Regions from separate parts of the Mus musculus genome. Here region 2 is linked to region 1. The links are chromatin contacts, called in public Hi-C maps. All regions are on one chromosome and are shown on one strand. The core of a region is the stretch at or near the end of the contact, and the rest is flanking DNA. Distances in the headings are between cores, read along the strand shown. Region 1 has its middle 16 kb from the start of Tmc3. Region 2 overlaps Il16 (interleukin 16).

The links. Hi-C and Micro-C count contacts between places; a contact is called where the count stands out from the background.
Region 2: a Hi-C map of cerebellar granule neurons shows a contact between it and region 1, with 2.9 times the contacts expected there. The contact joins two enhancer-like sites. A contact is called at or near these places in 1 of 484 Hi-C or Micro-C datasets (cerebellar granule neurons) and 3 of 9 other capture datasets (adipose tissue, liver and pancreatic islet).

The regions. Positions count from the first base shown.
Region 1 is chr7:83,565,512-83,571,844 of GRCm38.p6, forward strand. No RefSeq gene overlaps it. Among named protein-coding and RNA genes, the nearest start is that of Tmc3, 16 kb to the right of the region's middle. Within about 2 kb of position 2,745, at least 19 of the 459 cell types and tissues checked have an H3K27ac peak or open chromatin away from gene starts, as enhancers often do. A contact at or near this core is called in cerebellar granule neurons, where this site is marked.
Region 2 is chr7:83,720,238-83,726,570 of GRCm38.p6, forward strand. Il16 (interleukin 16) reads right to left here. Exons shown (of 19, transcript NM_001360087.1): 2 at 2,048-2,460. Among named protein-coding and RNA genes, the nearest start is that of Il16, 9.0 kb to the right of the region's middle. Within about 2 kb of position 3,879, at least 13 of the 459 cell types and tissues checked have an H3K27ac peak or open chromatin away from gene starts, as enhancers often do. A contact at or near this core is called in cerebellar granule neurons, where this site is marked.

The DNA.
Region 1 (6,333 bases), core at 1,495-3,994:
CTCCAGTCCGAACCCTGAGGTCTTTTTAGAGACCTCTTTTAATCTTTAAGTAAGGGATTTGAGTCCTGACTTTCTTGAAACTGGAATTACTTTTTCTGCTGTGTTATGAAAGTAGGTCAAAGGGTTTCTAACAGGCGCTGCTGCCTCTGTTGGGGAGACACTGAAGAATCCTTGTCCAGCTGTGAGCATCCCTGAGTCCAGGCCTGGGAAAAAAACAAAACAAACAAAAAAAAAAAAACAATTGACACACTCCGGAGAGGAGAAGAAGCCTGGAGTCACAGGATAGGTTTTCAAAAAGGGTCCAATCTAACATGGGTCTCCTAATTCTCACTCTGCCATTCAGAAAGCATTGGCCTTCCCTCTGCTCTTGCGCTCTCTCTCTCTCTCTCTCTCTCTCTCTCTCTCTCTCTCTCTCTCTCTCTCTCTCTCTCTCTCTCTCTCTCTCCATCATGCCAAAGCAAGTGGGACAGGACAGTAGAGCAAAAAGTGAGATGGAAAAGCAACTTGTTTCTCAGAACACCAAGGAAGACAGAGGAGCCCTCTTTGGATGACCCAGCACCAAGTTCAAAGGACAGGAAACGAACCCCAGCACATGCTGAGCTAGCTGTTGTGTGGACTCGTTCCCCGCAGGAGGCTCTGGCCTCCAGCCCGGGGAAGAAGTCCTGATTTTTGAATAACATGTTCAGAGAGGGCGTTCCTCATACTCATCGGTACTGAATAGAAGCCACTCCGCATCTATTATTAGTTCCAGGAAATGACCCACAAAGAATATGTCACAAATAATTACAGGAACTCTCTAACAGGAGGGATCCTTCAAAAAAGAAAGAGAATTGGTCAGTTCAGCCTTAGGAAGAGCTTGCTGTTTGCTGAGTATAAAGCCTGAGGACCAAAATGAGTTCTGATTTAGACAATGTCTACAGTAGACAGAACGTATCAGGCAGAACCACAGCCATTGTCTTCAGATAACCCTATGGGGAATTCTCCTTGGAGCCAATATACTTCTGAAACAATTAAAAAAAAAAAAACGATAATAAAACACAAGATATTTTGAACAGCGATCTCATTACCTTGAAAGTGCACTGCTTTTATTAGTTCTGTCTTTTTAAGTATATTTTTTACTTTAATTTAAAAAACCTCCCAGATAATAAAAGCACATAGTTTGTGTTTGTGTGGGGTGTGTATTCACTTATCCACATGGGTGCCTGTGTGTGCGTGAATACATGCGTGCCTTAGGGGTCAGAGATTAAGCTTTGATGTTCTATCCACTGTCTACCTTGTCTTTAAGATAAGGGCTTCATTGATGTGCCATTCACCAGGGAGACTAGATTGACTGGCAGCCCCCAGAATCTGTTTGTCACTTCCTCCAATCCTGGAGTTACAAGAACATGTCACCACCATGTCTGGCTTTTTAACATAGGTTCTGCAAAGCCAATTCAAATCCTCATGCTCTCATGGCAAAGACTTCAGTAACAGGGCCATCCCCAAGCCATTACATACATAATTAAAAAAAAAAAAGTCAAATAGAGGCTCACAAACAAACACAAGGTTACAGTCCTTTATAAAGACAGCCTGTTGACCTTTATTGTCCCTCCAGACAGTCGACACAAAGATAAATTCTCTTTTCACAGTGATGATAGTGGCGGTAGGGGTATCCTGGGCTGCCTGGTACTGGTTTGAGCATCCATTCCCAAGAGGAGTACTCAGCAGGGAGGGTGGCCCTAACCCTGGACTTACTATCCAGAAACCACTCTGGGCGCTCTAAAGACAGCACTAAAGACAGTGAGTGGCCAGTTATGGCTATAGTCCAGTGTGGGCAAAGAATGGGCTGTAAGGGGCCACCATGCTCACCGTTATACTCCCACAGACCCTTTTCTCTTCCTCCCCACAGTAGGCTGAACAATGGTCCACAAAACAGTGAGCCTTACCCTAGAAGCTGAGGAAGTTTTCTTCTAGGGCAAATATGACTTTCTAAATGTGATTAAACTGTGGGTCCTGTGATAGTGAGATTTTTCCCGGGTGATCTCCGTGGACTTGGCATGAGGGTGGGGGTGGGAGAATAGGAAGGCAATCAGAGACCTACGTGAGTTGTTACCTTGCTGGCTTTATGTAAGGAGCGGGTGTGGCAGCAGTCCCAAGATGGCGCCCAGGACTGCAGCTAAGTCTTATGACTTGCACCTGACTTCCTCATACACCTGAAAATAAGCCACGACCATCGTGAGAACTGTGCAGGTGCACCATGATGCTGGCGGTGTAAACAAGTCCATATTTGGTGGAGACATGCCCCTGCCGCCCTGATTGGCTGAAGCTGTGTGCATGGTGAGGTGGCGTGGCCTGCCGTGAGTGGAGGGGGGCTGAGAGTATTTAAGCAAACCTCCCTGGGTTCCCGGGGTCCCCATAGCAGCATTGAGACGTTCCTGCAATAAAGGCTGTTGAGAAGAATCCGACCATGTTGTGTCTTCCTTGCCGGCCGGCCGAGGTGGACGCAGCAGCTTTAGAGGTAGGGAAAGAGAACATAGGTCAGGGAGTGTGGAACGGCAGATACAGGGGTGCCGTTCAACTTTAGAGAACAAATACACGGTGAGGGGTGAAAGTGGGAATTCCTGCCCAGTTGCTGTGGATGAACCCACCTCCCTGTATTTAAATGACAGAAATGTGTTTCTGTTGCAAACAGATGTCCCTGACCTTTGCCGAACTTTCTGCCTTCTTGGTGCTGAACTAAGAGTGGATGCAGATCTGAATGCAGCCACAAGATGGAGACTTTGTCTTGGTTAGCGCTGGGATATTCCCAGCGGTAAGAAACTTCTGTGCCTACTAAGCAGCTTTGATTAATCTCCAGTTCAGCTCTTGACCCGACCCGCATGGAGGAGAATCTGGGAGCCACAGGATAGGTTTTCAAAGGGGGTCTGATCTACCAAGTGTCTGCTAATTCTCACTCTGGCATTCAGAAAGCATCAGTCTTCCCTCTGCTATCTTCTCCAGCCATATGTGCTTGCTGTTCATATACTCTAAACATCACATTTCTTCATGTAAGAAAAAATTGCTATTGCTGTTGTTTTCTGCTTTCCATTTCCTTCCACTGTTTTACATAAAACAGAGGACTAAAAATTATTTCACACAGTATTATCTTCATGAGACTTGGTCCAGACAAACTAAGGTTCTCTTATAGCTCCCATGGACTGCTGAGCTGTGCTCTCAGGTTTCTGAATGAATCAGACGTGGGCAAGGGGCTCTGAGTTAAGGGAAGTATGCAGGCAATTGGTATAAATGGAACACACTCTTCTTCCTATCACTAGAGAAGCGTATGACCAACACTGACCAAGAGGATCTAGAGACTGGGGTGATCCTTGGGCAAATGATAACCTGAAATAGACCATGCAGGACACATAAAATTTTATAAACCCGGAAGAGGGCAAATGGCTCCATAAGCAGACAGATGGCTTGAGCAAATTATGGAGCCAGGAAAGGAAGCAGAAATTGAGAGAGCAGAAGGTATGTTAGGTCAGCTACAGAGTGGAAGCAGATGACTCCAGCCGATGAGAGGCTTACAGTACAGTCTTCTTCCTCACTTGTGGCCTGTGCAAATGTCAGCAGAGCTTTGCTTAGGTCTCTCAGGGACCCAGGCTGAGGTCAGCCCTGTCATCCTGCATCTCCATTACATGTTTTGCCTTCTTAGTTGCTGCTGTAGGAAAAGTGAAACTGAAATATTATTCACTATAGGCCCCACCGCTTCTACCTGGAGGGGTAGCTGTCCACTCTACTCATATTGTTTAAAAAACATAACAGCTTCTAACTACCAGCACCTAGACCCTCTGAAGCATATTACTTTCCCTGTCACAGGAGAATTCCAAAATCAACCTATTTGAGTCATAAGATAGAAAGACATTCAAGTTTTAGTGAAAGACATAGGACTTCCTTCAGCACTGAGAAAATCATAACTCCATTTTAAACACACAAAAACATACGTGTGTACCAATAAGCCAGATTTTGCCAAGAATCAAACACAAGAAGCAGAGGTGGTGGTGGTGGTGTTTTCTGATCCTGTGTATGAGGTTTGCAATTAATTCTGCAGAAATTATGGAAAAGATGGCTTCCAGGGACCTCACACAGCTCCAGGTATTGCCATGCCAGCCAGATCTGGATCCCCAAATGTCAATGTAAACATGAGAAATCAATCCCCCAAATTTTAGAGGGTGGAGCTACCGATCTTAAGGTGGCTTCAAGTATTCTGTGTCTACAAAGTTTCCTAAAAGGTGGTCTGTGGTGGTTAGAATTAGAATGGCCCCATAGGCTGATGTTTGAATACTTGGTCTCTAGTTGGTGGCTTGTTTGGAAAAGATTAGAAGATGTGGCCCTGCTGGAGAGTTTATGTTTCTGGGGATGGGATTTTAAGGTTTCAAAAGATTATTTTGAGTCAGCACTCTCTGCCTCATGCTCATGGAATCAAGATATGAGTTCAGCTGTTCCTACCTTCCTTCTACCATCATGGACTCTTGAGCCTATGAAACTGTAAGCACAAATAGATTCTTTCTTTTATAGTTGTCATGGTGTTTTATCACAGCAATAGAGAGCCCCCCAACTAAGACAGCATCCTTCTCCTTTTTTGGCATGCATCCAGGAAAGCACACAGGACAATAGCAGAGCAAGAGTTGCCTTGACACAGAGAATGCTGTGAAGTTTACAGAAAAGCTGACTGGACTGTGTGGTTCCGTGATAGGATACTGTATAAACTGATGCTGTATAAACAGCAGGGAAAGACCTGGCTGGCCAGAACCATGACATGAGATTCACAGAAGAGCCCAGTGATACCTGGTACTATAGTCTAAACACATTCCTTGATTGTGTGTGATTGATGGACACAGTTCCCAAATTCATATGTGGCTGGGGACTCTGGAAGGTATAGGGGGATAGATTCAGTCTTCAGGCCAAGGAGGTATCAGATGATAGGATCAATGGTGTTATAAAAAGAAAGAGAAAGGTACACACTGGCCAACTCTCTTTCTTGTCCCATCTCAGCCTCTTGGCTTCCACCAAGAGATGATACAGCATGATTGCCCTCATTATATGCATACCCCTTGGTCTTGGACTTTCTAGCTTCTAGAACTGTGAGAAATAAATCTATGTTCCTTATAAGTTACCTTGTCTTAGGTAGCCTGTTATAGCAGCACCAAACAAGCTAAATCACCTGCAACTATGTCCTAGACATTAGTGAACAGAGTGGCATATTGTGAGCACCAATCACTATTGATCAACAAATTACTGAATGAATGAATGAATGAATGAATGAATGAATAGGTAGCTGGGTGGGTAGATGGATGGATGGATGAACGAACGAATGAATGAAGGCTTTATTTAATGAACTTCAGACCTTCTATAAACCTTCATTTGTCTTCATCCATGTTCTAAGGACTTTCTGAGCCATAAACTCCCACAGCTCAGGTTTCCTGGATGGCCATAAGCTAAGCTGCAGGTTCTGATTCCTTTGATCTGCATCTTCTCTGGTCTTCAGGAGTCCAGACTCCATGGCTGCTGGTGTCTCCTGCCAACATGGCCTGGGAATGAACAAGTAGGCTGTCTAGGTTCTGAGGCATGGTCTTAACAGCCAGAGAAGTACAGCAGATCTCATCTGCCCCCACAGGCCATTGAAGGTTTCTGTCCTGACTGGCCAGCCTATGTCCTCACTTGCCTACCACTGTGCTTTCAGAACACGAACTTACCCCTGAAGACTGAAGCTAGGCAGCCCTCCTCCCCTCCCTTCCTCTTCCCTTCCTCAGTTCCAAGCATCTGCCCAGCAAAACCATGACCTCGTTCTGCTTAGTCTTCGGCAAGCTGCTTCTAGGGGAAGGGAGGGGGTGTTGCATACTTTCTTCTCATTTCCTAAGGAAGTATACTGGGTCAGATAGAAGTTACTAAATGTTTGTGAGAGCATGAAGCTTTACTAAATGAACGTTAACTCACCCAGATAGAACACCAACGGGAGAAACAAAGGAATGATTCCTTCCTCATACATTTTGGTGAATCGGTGAATTTAATCTGAGTACGGGAATATGCGTAAGGGCTTACTCACAGAAGCAAAGGCAACTGAAGGCTACACAACTGAAGAAAAAATTACTCTTCCCCATCAACAGTTAGCTAATAAGTAAGTCCTGGGGCTGAAGGTCTTATGTCTCTCTCCTATTTGTGTGTGTGTGTGTGTGTGTGTGTGTGTGTGTGTGTCTGTGAGTGTGTGTCTCTGTGTGTGTGTGTGTCTGTGTGTCTCTGTGAGTATGTGTCTGTGTGTCACTGTGTGTGTCTGTGTGTGTGTCTGTAGACTTTTTTTCCTGCATGTATATCTGG
Region 2 (6,333 bases), core at 2,629-5,128, 160 kb after region 1:
TAGACCTAATGAGCTGAAGTCCTATTGGAAAGCTGGCCCAGAAGCAAGTGGCCACTGGGGCCTCAGCACTGCACAGGCTAGTCACACTCTCATAAGCATCCCTGCTGGCCGTGCACACCTGTAGGTAGGAGTCAGCTCAGTCCTGGGTGTGCCACACACAACCGTCCAATGACGTCCTGGGTGTGCCACACACAACCGTCCAATGGCGCTTTCCTTTTTTCCCTTAACTTTCAAGTTGTCTCTTTAAGCAACTTCCTCTTTTTTCGAGTTTCACATTAAGCATTCCTAGAGCAGGGGCTGACATCACAGGGTCTCTCCCAGATGTTGTTTTGAAATCAGTGTAACCATGGTACTGCCGAAGGCTGAGAAGTCCATCTGGACCAACTGAGTCACGCCAGAGAACAGGGCACTTCTGTTGAGGGGAAGGAGGGAGCCCAGAGCAGGGACTAGAGTCCACTGGAAGGCAAAGAGGGTGGCTGTGAGGTGCTTTGAGGAGTCTCGACAACCCGCAGCTGACTGAGACAGATGCAGATGCTTACACCCAACCATCGGACTGAAGTCTGGGACTCCTATGGTTGAATTAGGGGAAGGATTGAAGAAGCTGAAGGGAAGAGCAACCCCATAGGAAGACCAGCAGTCTCAACTAACCCAGACTTCTGGGAGCTGCCAGAAACTGAGCCACCAACTAGGCAGCATACAGGCACTGATCCGAGGCCCCCAGCACATATATCGCAGAGGAATGTCTGGTCTGGCTTTAGTGGGAGAAGACACACCTAATCGTGGAGAGACTTGAGGCTCCAAAGAGGGAGGCATGGTGGGGGGGGGGGGGTTAGCATCCTCCCTCTCTATATCTCTGTCCCTCTGTGTGTGTGTCTTTCTGTCTCTGTTTCTCTGTCACTTTCTGTCTCTCTCTGTCTCTTTCTGTCTGTCTGTCTCTCTGTGTATGTGTGTGTACATATGTCTGTCTGTCTGTCTGTCTGACTGTCTGTCTGTCTGTCCTGATCTCCCACACATACTTTCCCTGAGCTGCTGCTCTGGCTAGAATGTGCAGCTCGAGGTAACTCCTCTCATGTCTTCACACTCTGCATCCTCCTATGGATAAGCCTTTCTAGCTTTGCCTGGACCATGGGAGTTCCTGCTGACTATTTTCTGGGACTCTGTCCCCACTCCCTCAGTTTAACTCACATAATTCCTGGCCTGGGTTATCACCACAGCCTCCCAAGAAGCGCCCCCTTACTGTTAGCCAGGTTCCAGAGAGTGTTAAAAAAAACCCAATCATGTCTCTTCCCTGCTCCACCACTACAATAACGCCCCAAAGCTTCACCACAGCCATGCCTAGGACCCGGGCTGCTACCGTAACTTCACATCCTAACACTCTTCCCTTTCTCTCTGACTACCATGTTCCAGACTTCTTGATATTCACAACATACTTTTTTTCAGGCAAAATGTTGTGTGTCCCAGGCTGAAGTTGAACTTACTATGTAGCCCAGGCTTGTCCTGAACTTGTGCCACCCTCTTGCATCAGCCTCCTGTATTCTCCTAACATATTCTTTTCTTCTTTATTGCATGTGCTGCCCCTCTGCCTGTGATGCCCTTCCTGCAATGGTCATATGACCTACTCTCCATCGTTATTGAGATTCTTCATCAAGAATCTGGTTGGTTGAGAAGGCTTTGAGATCCCAAATAGCACCATGCAGGATATGTGTATGCAGGATAGGTGTGTTTTGACCTGCCTACCCTATGCCAAAGGATGCCTGTGTGGTGATGAGAGCTATTGCGGCTGCCATTTTTCGCCAGGGATCTAGGCTCAATCTGTCTTTGACTGACACCATCTCTTACCAAATATCTCAGAGAAGAGTGTTGACCGTACCTAAATCACTATCAAGCCCTTTGCCGTGAGTCCTGGGCAGCCCTGCCTCAGTTTTTCCTTGCTGCTGTGTACAATGAAAACTCTGTTCTTCTGATTTTTGCTTAAATGGATTCAAAGACTAAATCACAGCACCAGAAAGCAACTGTAAGCCCTGTCAGACACAGACCCCGGCCATACCTTCATGAAGAACATCTTCCTGCAGTGCTTGCCTCGATCGCTCCCAGCTGCTGCGAGTTGAGCAGAGTCCGAGGCCAGTGCGAGGTCTGGGATATTGCTGAGCCCAGCCTCAAATGTGTCTGCCAGCTGCATGGAGGAGTGAAAGAAACCCTCCTTGCCCTGGCACAGTGAAGTCTCAAAAGGGTCAGGGTACTTCTCATCTGGGCTGGAGCCGTCATCACTGGTCTTGGCGTTACAGAGGATCAGGGAACGGGAGATGGAGCGAAATTTCGTGGATTTCCGGCTCTTTCCGGAGTGGCCGTGGGGTTCCATCCTCAGAGAGGAAGTGAGGCCACGCTTCTTCCTCTCCTGTTCTCCAGGCCTTGGCCGGTGAGTGACAGATGAACTGGATTTAGCTGCCACTGCATGAGTCCCTGGAGGAAAGAAAAAATGGGAAGTAGTGTGACTTGCTGCCGGCTCAAGTCCAGGAACTGAACTCCGGTGCCCATGAAGCAGGGCAGATGAGTCCCGGCACCCAGCTCCTCTGCAGGACAAATGGCGCTTAGATTACTCAAGGGGTTAACACCAAGTCCAGGCTCATAGAGACCAAGCCTAAACTCTTTATTCTAACCTACATCCTAAAGACAGGGGAACCGAGGAGCAGAGAAAAGAAATTTAAATCCATGGTGCTAGCTAATGGGCTAAGACTCAGAATCATGGGAAAGGCTTAGGGGACCGTGGCTTTGTGAGGCTTTTAAACTTGGAAGCTAATCTTTAAATGAAACTCTAGCCTGTAGATCATAGCAAGGAGGAAGTCAAGGAGGACGGAGCCTACTGCCCTGGTCCCCGTGTTCTCCTTAGTATCTCCTGCAGTGTCTCCAAAAGAACTCAAGAGCCCAGGGCTCAGCCCAGTGACCACTGAGGCATGTGTTAGGATCCCAGATGAAGATCTGCCAGTTTGTCGTGACTGGGTTGAGTGCAGACAGTTCAGCACACAGCTAGCTCTTGACAAACACACGTGCCCTTCCTCAGGCCCTAAGTCACACCAGTGTACCAAGTAGGGTTGTGAGCACCTACTCTGTCAGCCACTCCCCTGGTTTATTCCCCCAGCCTCATAACCCTAAACTGGCTCTCCCCATCAGGCACACGGCCCAACACAGTTTTGTCAAGAGGCACCTCTCACGGATCCAGTGTCCAAGAGATAGGCGGTGAAGTAGCCTCATGCTGTAGCCAGACAAGTTCTGACTTGGGTCCAAGCCACAAAATAAAGCCTGTTGCCAGAACAACAAACTGTGGGATGCTCTTAGCGACCCACCCTGCTGCTAGTGCCCGTGCAGCATGGAGTCAGGTGATGCGCAGAGCTTTTCCTGACATAGACATCTTCATGTGCCCCCCAAAGAGAATGCCTTCTTAGGATACTGCCTGAAACACCTGGAAAACACACACACACACACTAAATGTTAAAAACAAAACAACAAACAAACACAAAGCACCATTGCATCTTGGGCTGACAAAATGAGATGTCGAAGTGAATGAAGGTGCTTGCCACCAAGCCTAATGACCTTGGTCTGGTCCCTGGAACCCACATAGTAGAAGGCTGACGATTCCAAGTTGTCCTCTGACCTTGAAGCTCCACCATCTATTCTGATGCATGTGTTCATAACCATACATGTGCACACTAAATAAACAAATATTATTCAAAAATTTAACTCAGTGTTGTCCATCTCATGAGGAAACCCTTGCCAATATCCCAAATTCCTTTACTCTTTGCCTGTCTAGTTCACATGATAGAATTCCACCCATAAAGGACTGGCTCTGTAGTGACAGCTGTGCTTGGGGACAGGTTTCTGAGCCCTGAAGGCCACACTCATTCTTTAGCAGATGGGTACAAGGAAACCTTCATGGCCACCAGCTGGGCTCCAGTACTGGCCAACAAATGTGCTGTGTTTCTATAATTATCTCTGTCATGCACTCAGTGACTTCAAAATGTCACTACTGTAGTGGGCCAGGAAGTGCTCTGATTGTTTTACCACTTAGTCCTCATAAACCCTTGTGGGATCTGATAATGTCCTCTTGTCACAGAAAGATGGCCAAAGCACGGGGCAGTGACCACCACGAAACTATGCAGTGTGGCTAGATCCTGAGCTTCCAAGCTGGCTTTGCTCAGTGACTCTTACTGCATGGAGATTCGCACATCAACCCTCCTCTGCCCTAAAACTATGTGGTAGTCCAGGCACAGTGGTGCCTGTAACCCCAGCATCTGGGAGGTAGGGGCAGGAGGATCAGAACTTCAAGAACAACCTCAGCTATGTAGTGAGTTCAAGGCCACCCTGGGACAGACAAGACCCTATCTTGAAAAACAAATAAATCTGGCTCCTTAGTCTATTCTTGCAGCTGCCCTTCCTGTCACCCTGCCTGGTACTCTTGAATAAATGCTCTGTGCTCTGCACTTTCTCTCCTTAGCTTACCACTGCTTCCAGATCCGGCACCACATTTTTGCTTCCTTCCCCTAGAGCCATGGAAACTCCCGTATCAGTTCCACATTCAATGTGTCCTCAGCCTCAAACACAAAGCTGAAACTAGCTTTGTCTTGAGAGGATTGATCTGAATCTGTCCATGGTCTTTGGGTTCTCAGTGCCTTTTTCTTCCTGTTACTTGTTTCTCTTTCAGATATCCCCTTTCAAATCCAAACCATCAGGGCTGCCCTCCGGCTGCTGTCTCCAGCACAGGAGGTCCTCAACTCACTGTCCTGTCAAATCCCCAGAACTGGCAGCTCCGTGGCAACATCTCTGTAGATCATAACTTTGGTTGAACCTCCTTCCTTTCAGATCATACTCAGTTGGACGTGCATGATGTGTGTGTGTGTGTGTGTGTGTGTGTGTGTGTGTGTGTGTGTGTGTGCCAGAACTTGTACATTAGCCATTTGACAGCTTGAAAACAAATAAGTTTTATGATAAAATCCTTCTAGGAGTATCTGAAACCAGACGAGGAAGAGCTAAGGATGAGTTGCTAAGCACTACTGTGTGGAGAGGAAAATTGACATGGTAGGTTCAGACAGACATCAGGCAGATGGGGTGAGAAGTGGAGAAAAGCACAAGGAGCAGAAGGTCAGGGGAATGTGAGCAGAACCAAGCCTAGATGCTGTCACACAGCAGCTGGATCCAACCATACCTGACGCTATGATGTTTATTCCATTAAACGAATCAAAACTTTCAGGTTTAGTCTTAAAAGTGTATCTATCTTCCTGGAATAAAAGTCTTTTGGTATACTACTAGGAGTCTAAGTCCTGGAAAACAATGATTTCCAGGAGATAGTGTGTTTTCTAGGCTACTTCCACCCCAGCCAATGCTTGCCTTTCCCTCCATCCATTCTCACTCATAACAGCTGGTTCTGAATGTCTTGATCTACCAATTTCCATAGACCCTCAGATTATATACCCCATTCCCTTTCTCCCCCATGTCCTCTCTTCACCTACAAGTTCCCCAGCCATGACCAGCCACTCATTAGGCATCTTCTAGAGCAAAGAATCTATGGGGTCCTTTGAGGTTGAGGTGCAAAGCCATAGGCTCCCTTGGCTGGGGACACTGGCTGCATGCAGGTCTTAGACCAGATGAGGCTCAGATTTCTTGGTGGAGACTGCTCACCCCATGAGTGTGTCCAGTGAGTCCTGTCAGCTATAAAAAGCAAGCCCTTCTACAAGGAGTGGTCATTTCTGAGGCTGGGCTCTCCTGAGAGATGACATAGACCATGGAGTGGGAAGGAGAAGGCAGAGGGCAAGGCACTCACCCTCCTTCTGAGAGCAGAGACTGCTCTAAGCAAGCCTCATCAGCCCAGAAAACATGAATGGGAAAGGAATGCAAGGGCTGAGGTGGAGAGACCAGAGCCTCACTTCTGTGGAAAGGGACTTCCCTCTAGGCCTAGCACCAAAAGAGACAGAGAGGGGAGAAGGAATAATTGAAAACACAGCATGGCAGTCACGTGGCTCAGCTTGGTTTTAGTGATTGTGCTCGAGACATTAGAACTGGCTATTGCTCTCTCTGCAACCAAATGCCAGTGGTGCTGAGAGCCAGCTATGTCACACACACCCTCCTCAGCCCTCTCTGAAAGTTCAAACCAATAGCTTTTCTCTTATCTGGTCCCCAGCCCCAGGATTCCTTGCCAGTGTCTTACAAGTTTTCTTTGTCCCTGGTGGGCTCTGCATAAGACGTTCCTGAAGTTCCCTACATACAGGACTTCACTATGGAAATCTTCAGGGAACCTCCTGCCTTCCTAGCCCAGGGAAAGTCAAAGGACTGGAAAAACCACTC